Regions from separate parts of the Mus musculus genome. Here region 1 is linked to region 2. The links are chromatin contacts, called in public HiChIP or PLAC-seq maps. All regions are on one chromosome and are shown on one strand. Each heading gives the region's core, a stretch centred on a gene start, on an enhancer-like site or on the middle of the called end of the contact. The rest is flanking DNA. Distances are from core to core; before and after follow the strand shown.

Region 1 (3,917 bases), core at 571-3,070, 390 kb before region 2:
AAGGAGCCCCGGGACTCAATGGAAGGAAAATTCACAAATCTGGATTCTGTATGTTTCTAAATCTGCTAGATTGTTGTTGTTGTTGTTGTTGTTTTTGTTTGTTTGTTTTTTTGAGACAGGGTTTCTCTGTGTAGCCCTGGCTGTCCTGGAACTCACTCTGTAGACCAGGCTGGCCTCAAACTCAGAAATCCGCCTGCCTCTGCCTCCCGAGTGCTGGGATTAAAGGTGTGCACCACCACTGCCCGGCTTTTTTTTTTTTTTTTAACTTTTTTTTTTTAATCTGCTAGATATTTGGGGTCCTGGATTGTTGGCCATCTTTCTACTGTGAGCATCAAGTAAGAAGGGAAGGGGAACCTACCCTTTACTTTCAGGAGGGGCAGTTAGGCAAAGGTCAGACTCTGAGCTGGAGAACTATGCTTTTGGGTGTGCCTCACTCCAGCCGAGTCTGCTTCATGTTTGTCCTGGGTTGCAGTGAGAGCCAGCCTACGAGGGTGACCCTTCCCTCTGCATTATGAGGAAAAGGCTCGGGGTTCTCAGCCTCTAGCTGTCTGTGTCCACGGGAGGACAACCGATTTACTCCTTCCTGAAAACAGTGTCCTCAGCCCTAGGACAGAGACAACGGCATTGTGACCCTTTGTGTTGTGTTGGAAGACCCAGTGAGGTGAGAGGCTTGCAGGTGACGGATGAGGCTTGAGGCTCCAGTGTTCCCTATGCACTGCTCCTTAACTTCCTACGTTCATTTTTTATTCAACAAATGTCGATGTGAAACCCTGGGCCCTGGCTGGTTGCCAAGGATACGCACTGGCTGGGAGGGCTGCTGGGTGTGAAGGGCAGGGCTGCATGGGATGCTCAGATTTTCCGTTCACATGGATGGGATGCTGTGTTGGCTGCAGCGCTTTCTCCTCAAGGAGATTATAGCAGCTACTGGTTTCTATGGTCTGTCTGTCTGTCTATCTGTCTGTCTATCTATCTATCTATCTATCTATCTATCTACAAGAAGTTATCTTTTAAGAAAGAATGATGAATGATTACCAGGGCTGGGGACTTGCTGCTATAGGGGACTGTCTTAACTCCTGATAGCCCCATGACTCTAATCACACCTACTGGGCAGCTGGAATGATGGAGCAGTTGATCCGGGATGCTCCAGTTGCCACTGCGTTTCTGTGAATTCTAACACACAGGGAAGAAGAAAATGGGCCTTGAGGAATTGGATGGCACTTGACTTTACCTTTTATTCCTCCCCGCCACACAGTTTCAACACATATATTTGTATACTATGGCTAGAAGTAAACTTTCTCATTGTACAGAAAGGGAAACTGAGGCCCTCAGAGGGCTAGGCTTTATTAGAGTCTTTCAGCTAGATAGTAGCAGAGCTGGTGTCTACATTTGGGTCCCTGGACCTTGTCCTTGTCTGCATCTGGCAAACTGGAGCATCATTTGGCCGTGCGAGACATCTTCCCCATCCTTTGCAATCAACACTCTGAGCCTTTGCTTCCCTGAGGTCAGGGCTAGGGTGGGCTGATCTCCACTAGGCTGGGCTGAGGTGGGGGTGTACGGTGGGATGCAGGGAAGAAACGGTTCACTTCAGAGGCACTCCCTAGTTCAGATGTATCTTCTAACTTCCTCAAGTTTCAGGCCACACAATTAAGGCCTTGCTAATAAGCCATCAGTCTTTGTCCCACAAAGAGCTCGGCAGGCCTCCCTCCTCCTTTGGGAGGGGATCAATGCCTTATCTCAGCTGGGCCTCTGTGCTGGGAAGGAGGGAAATGAAAGCACTTAATTAAGGCGCAGAGGAGCGGAGAGGGAACCAGGCCACGCCAGACGCATCATCTCTGGGTCCTGGTATTCATCCCCTTCCCGCCCAGCCCCGCCCCTGAAGACAGCATGCAGCTGCAGATTCCAGGGAGACTGCTGCTTAGGGGGGCCTACTGAAGCCATAGCCCTGTGTGAGGAACTCAGGATGAGAAGGTGAAGATCAGAGACTCTCAGAGCCCACCTACAGCTTGTCCCCACGAAACCCACCCGACTTTTCCCTGCCTAGTCCACTCCACCACCGATTGGGTCTGGCCCTGGCTGTGGGCAGCGAACTGGAATCTCGAGCTGAGGGAACTCTGCCATCCCGGGCATGGATTTCGTGTTCTTTCAGGTAAGAAAAGCTTTCTTGGCCTCATTTTCCTCTTGTGAATGGAATGCTTCTTCATGCTTCAGCAGGGAAGGGGCTGTGTGTGCTCAGCCATCCACAATTCCTCTCTAGGTCTTGGATATAAAATGCTTTCCGGAGGCCCCGTGCTTGAGCACATGATCACCAGCGGGTGGCGCTGTTTTTTCGAGGCTGTGAACCATACAAAAGGTAGGGTCTTGCCTGGAGCGGCGATGAAAACCTTACCTCCTAGAACTTTGCAAAGTTGGAAGACTCAGTTACCAGAAAGAACCCTCTAGCCTGTGTGAATTCTCCCTCTCTTACGCGAGTCTCTGTCCTCTGTGGGCCTGCCTGGTGCCTTCAGAGACCCCGCTGCCTCTGACCTTGGAGAATCCCTACCACTGGGGCTCCTGTTTAACTCTAGCCTTTCACATCCATCCCTTGGACAGCAGGGGGCACCTTCTTAGTTCTGCGACTACCACAGGGCCTGCCTGCATTGCGGAGGGCAGATAATAGAGGATCCATAGAAATCTCGTTCCGCTTCCCTCGCTCTGGCTGCTGCGTCCCATCCTCCCAAGCAATTTCAGCGCAGCAGGAGCGCAGGTTGGAAGGCATTTTTTGTGCAATGGTCACACCCAGCATTGCCCTGCTTCTTTACCACCCAAGGGGACAGGAGTAGAGGGACGGAACAGGATCTCTTCCTTTAAGCACGCTAGGCAAGTGCTCTGCCACTGAGCCACATCCTCAGCTGGATAGCTTGAAATCAACTTGGGTAAGAATATTCACACCAGGGCCTTTGGCAAGTGCTATAGATGACTACTCACTGTCGCATCTGTTTTCCAGCACACCACTGAAGTGGGCAACACTCACCCTGTGGGCATCCTTTATTGAGGGGCTCAGACACTGCTGGGTATGAGCCAGGTGGTGACACTCATCCTGCCGGTGATCCTTTGTTGAAGAACTCAGGCACCACTGGGTAAACTGTCTTCCTTTCTGGTCCCTAGTTGACAAGGACATTTTCCTTCTCCGTGGCATGGCCAGGCCTCTGTTCGCACAGTGATGGCTAGCCAGTGGATACATCCTTGTATTGGATTTCTGTCTTCTCCAGTTTATTTGCTCTAGCCACAATGCTTATTTCTATAGACACATACTCTCCATAGACCGTCTTTTTGCAAGCTATTCTCCCAGCGCAATCTTGGACTCTCCCCTTAAGTACAGGCTATGTCTGTTTCCCCTGCCCAGAGTGAACCCTTTCTGTGCTTTTGTTCTTTAAATTTTTCTAGTCCTGTGTCCAGGTGGGACTGTACAGAGTCTCCCCCTAGCAACAACTCCGATTTTCTTTCGAGCACCTTCAGTGGGTGTGTGGAAAGGATTTAAAAATAGTCCGTTGATTTAGGGGGTAAAAGGAACGTTTTTGCGGTCTGAGTCTCACCTGTAAGTCTGGCCTGATACGCTCACTGCTTCCCTCTCTGGCTGATTTAGTTTCCATTTGCGAGTGTAACCACCACCTGTGTTGCCTCCTGTGAACTGTGTTTCTCTCGCCATTCCCCAGTCACAGCTGCCCAGGAACCTTAGCACCCAGTCCCGGGCCGTTGATCCTCCAGTCGTCTCGGCAGCTCTTTCCGGAACATGTGTTATACGTCTTCATTCCTGGCTTCTAACTCAAAGCTGCTCAAACTGTGCTCACTGACATATGATCTGTGACTCAGTTTCCTGTTTTCAGTGGATGGATTAATTGCGTGGATTGTAATTACATGAGCGGGTTTGGTGACAGCTG
Region 2 (3,926 bases), core at 290-2,789:
GGTGGTGTGTGTGAGTCAGAGTGGGAGGGGTGTGGCTGAGCAGATCATCCAGGAAACCCTGGGGACATCATGGTCAGACTCTGAGCTAATCCCGCCAGAAGGCAAAGGAGCAGAGTGTTTGTCCTCCCATTCCGAGCATCACTGGCTTAGGGCTATCCCCTACAGCTTCAGGAATCCAACACCTGTTGCCTGGAAAGGCCCTCAGTTAAGCACCTGCAACAAAATCCTGCCATGATGTAAGTCCCCCCCACAGGCTACAGACAGTGCTCAAACCAAGGTCACCAACTGAAAGGGAGAGTGGTTCCGGGAGGCAGGAGCTATCTTCCTTCCAGCATAAGGATATTCCACTTAAGGATATTCAAAAGAAACCTGAGTAATTAGGAAGGCACAGCTCTGAGAAACGATCAAGAGACAACGCAAGCATACAACCAACTGCGGGATAGAATTCCAGCAGGGGACAAAAGGGTGGCCCTAGGATCCAAAAGGTGAAGGGAAACCAAAAGCCTGTCCCAAGCCCTGTCCCCTTGGGGTCCTAACAACTCTTGGTGGAGGGGCATCAGGTAGGGGGACCTTATGGGACAGGAAAGAGGAACCTGGAAGACCTGTGGAGCACCTAATGACCCTGACCCAGGGCAAACACCAGCCATGGCCTGTACCTAGATAGACATCCATCCGGAGCCTCTCTGTGGGAAGCCTGGAGTCCGCTCAGGGCTGAGCAGGCCCCCGAGTAACTTTCCTCCAGAGCGCGGCAAAGTAAAACTCCTCAAAGTGCCGAGTCACAGGAAACGCCAAGATTCTTCACACACAGAATAATGAGGCAATAAAACTCAACTATAAAGTTAAATAATTTACCATAAATATCTAAAGCTCTCAAATTATTCTCTACATTAACTGCCTATGTTTAAAACGATCTTTGCATTCACTATGTCACAGATGGCGAAAGCAAGACAAGAGAGTCCTTGACAACTCTAACTGCAATTAGCCCTTCCCAGCTGCGGTGATTTAAAGGCCTTTTCAGTTAAGCTGAATGAAACACCCGCGCTTTATAAATAAAGGCTTTACCAGGCCCGACAATGAAGTATTTGAAACGTACAGGCCTGAGCCACTGGGGAGGGGGTGGCAGGGGAAGGCTGTCACCACATCCCCAAAACTGCCTCCCCAGACCCTCAGCCGTGGTCCCTCCCTCCTGCCTCACTCATTTGATTGCATATGCTCTCTACTCCCGCTCAGACTGCAGCCTCCTCCCCTAGGTCGGTCCACACTTCCCAATTCCCACCCAGACGCACACGCATCTCCATTCACATTTCTGTTGCACCAATGTCCTCTACACAGAACCCTATCACACACACACACACACACACACACACACACACACACACACACACACAGAGAGCATATAGCATATAGCTCAGTTGGCTGTACATCTCCAAGGAAGCAAAATGTGCAGGACCATGAAAAATTTTGTACTGTGTAAAGGCCAAATAAGGTCAGACATGTCAGCGTCTGTGGCTGAGTCCGGGTACCCTGGCCTCCTCTCCAGCTGGCCCAGAAGGAGGAGCTCTCTGTGCTGGGAGGAGCTGCCCTTCAACAGCACTTGAGCACCTCAGAGCCTGGCTGTGCATCACAAAGGAGGTCAAGGTTACCCTGATTGCCGCCAAACGTCCCTCCCCGGGGCCTGGCTGGTTAATTGCTTGGAGACTGGTGAGGCCGAAGAAGCTGTCAGCAAAATGGCCCTGTGAATCACATGCTTGGATCACTGGGATCTTCATGTTCATAAGGCTGGGCCCCTCCTGCTGCCAGCCAGCCACGCCCCTAGCACTGGGGGACACAGTCTGGCTAGCAAGGCTCAGCCACCTAGCGTCTTTTTTCTGCCTGGGATGCAGAGACCAGAGTTGGCCATGGCTCGGCCAGGAGTACTCGGGCTCAGTCTTCCTCACCCAGGCATATACGGGCAGAAATAACCATACCCCCTTTATTGAGCAATTACTTTATGTGGCATCCTGGCGCCATGCCCGAGGCCCTTGCAGACATAATCAATGCCCCTGGAACCTCACTAAGAACCTAGGAGCAGATGCTGAGATCTTTATGCCATTTGCAGGTGCGGCAATTCAAGTAACTTGTCAAGGTGTGTGCATTGGGGTGGGGGTGGGGTAGATGTCAATAAGGCAGCAAGCGCCCGCCCGCCCGACTCAGGTGCTGCCTGCTCTTCACAATGCAGCCTCAGAGCCTTACATCTGCCTAATCACCCCTTAAGTCTTTGCCCAGCCCTCCAGCCACCTTCCTTAGAATCCTATTTGAAGCTGGACAGTCAGGATGCCCTCTCTACCCACCCTTACGTCATCCCACTGGCGTCATCCCACTGGATCTTTCGGGGATCTTTGGGGGGGGTGACGCTTTCCCTGCACTACTCCTGGGCTACCCCCTGAGCTCCCCATCATGAGATCTCCCCTTGCCTCCCTTCCATCCTGGAAGGGCCAGTGCCCCTGCATCAGATCCAGCAAAGGATTCCTGGTAGAAGCCAGTTCCATAACCAGTTCAAGCCAGTGGGAAGACCAGGGAGCAGTGCTGGAGGGGCAGCTGGACTCCCAAGGATGAAGCCCAGGCAAACTCTCGTGAATGTGCTCAGATATCTGAGTTCCAAGGAGATGCCTGGGCTGGGACCCAACTCACAGAAAGGAAGAAAACAAAATGCCTTCCATCTCTGATGGATGGAGGAGCTGGAGGATCTTGGAGACGGGGTAGGAGGCACGGCATGGGCACATCAAAAGTGATCCAACAACCGAGGCAACTAGGCATCTGGGCACTGAGTAGGGCCCCTGCGTGAGTGACAGCCAGAGTTGCAGGGCCTGGGGAGGTGGCCCTGGGGGTGGGGCCACCTGCCAGTCTCAGAGAAGGAGGTGCACTTCCAAGGCCAGCCCTAGCTGGTGCCACTTGAGCCTCTTGGAAAGAGTCATAGGTCACAGATATCTGTAAGGAAAGGGACCTTGGACCTAGGGAGGAACTGCTTGCTACCTTTCACTCCCTTGCTGAGTTTGGGAACCTAAGGACAAAGATCGCAGATGGAATACGGAGGGAGAAGGCAGGACTTCAGTGAGCCAGGCCTGAGAGGAGAGTGTTATGAACGAACAGAGTCTCCAGTGGCTATGTGGGCAAGCTGGGCTTTCTCCTGAGGGCCAAACAGAAAGCACCACCCAGCCCTGTGAGCCAGGCGACAGAGGATGGGTAGAATAGTCTTCTAGGAGATGGAGAAAGATGGGGACAGCACTGAGCTCCTGGTGATGGGAGAGGCTAGGGGTGAAGGGTCACAGCGCGAAGTGAGGCAGAGGCACTTGCCCCATGGAAGGCATAGGATGAGGGAGTACCTGCTAATTAATTGTTCTTGCCTAGGACTGTCAAAACCACTGGGGGCAATAATCAGGCCTGTTGTAAGCACTTTATTTGTGTTTGTGTGGGGTGCACGCATAAATGCACACATTAATACACACACATATGCAAACTTGTATACATGTGCTCGTGGGTGTAGGATAGGTTAGCCAACAATGATATGGGATAGGTAGATCATCACTATTCCCATTTTACAGAAGAGAAAGATGAGGCAGAGAGGCTAAATACCTTCTAAAGCCATAGCTAAAGCACAGCCAGCATTAGAATCAGGACATCTACCTCCTGTAACACTAGGAGCAGATGAGCCAGTGATAGAGATGGGGTGTCATCTGCCTACAAGACTTGGGGACTTGCTGTGAATTGTAAGAAGCCAGGTCAGGAGTTGGGCATGGGAGCTCACACGTGGTGTTTTGCTAGATGTGTGTCCTTGACTTGGACTTTTAGACTCTTGAGCATCTGCATAGCTCTTCCACAAAGTGAGACATGAGTGAACCTCGGGCCCATGAGGTCCTGGCCTGTTATTCACGGCAGCTCCTGGGTGT

The links. HiChIP or PLAC-seq counts read pairs in DNA pulled down with a chosen protein or histone mark.
Region 1: a contact with region 2 is called in an H3K4me3 HiChIP or PLAC-seq map of embryonic basal ganglia, with 4 times the contacts expected there. The contact joins the promoter of 2610028E06Rik here to the enhancer-like site in region 2. A contact is called at or near these places in 1 of 15 datasets of contacts at CTCF or cohesin (the NIH/3T3 cell line), 1 of 484 Hi-C or Micro-C datasets (embryonic stem cells), 10 of 115 datasets of contacts at active chromatin or transcription factors (differentiating embryonic stem cells, embryonic basal ganglia, embryonic hindbrain and 4 more) and 1 of 9 other capture datasets (embryonic stem cells).

Annotation. Positions count from the first base shown.
Region 1 is chr4:125,920,306-125,924,222 of GRCm38.p6, reverse strand. It overlaps 2610028E06Rik (RIKEN cDNA 2610028E06 gene), which reads left to right and starts at 1,820. Exons shown (of 6, transcript NR_015560.2): 1 at 1,820-2,146; 2 at 2,255-2,350.
Region 2 is chr4:125,532,409-125,536,334 of GRCm38.p6, reverse strand. The region is part of intron 1 of Grik3 (glutamate receptor, ionotropic, kainate 3); the gene reads right to left. Among named protein-coding and RNA genes, the nearest start is that of Gm32807, 26 kb to the left of the region's middle. Within about 2 kb of position 1,539, at least 47 of the 459 cell types and tissues checked have an H3K27ac peak or open chromatin away from gene starts, as enhancers often do. A contact at or near this core is called in differentiating embryonic stem cells, embryonic basal ganglia, embryonic stem cells and 2 more, where this site is marked.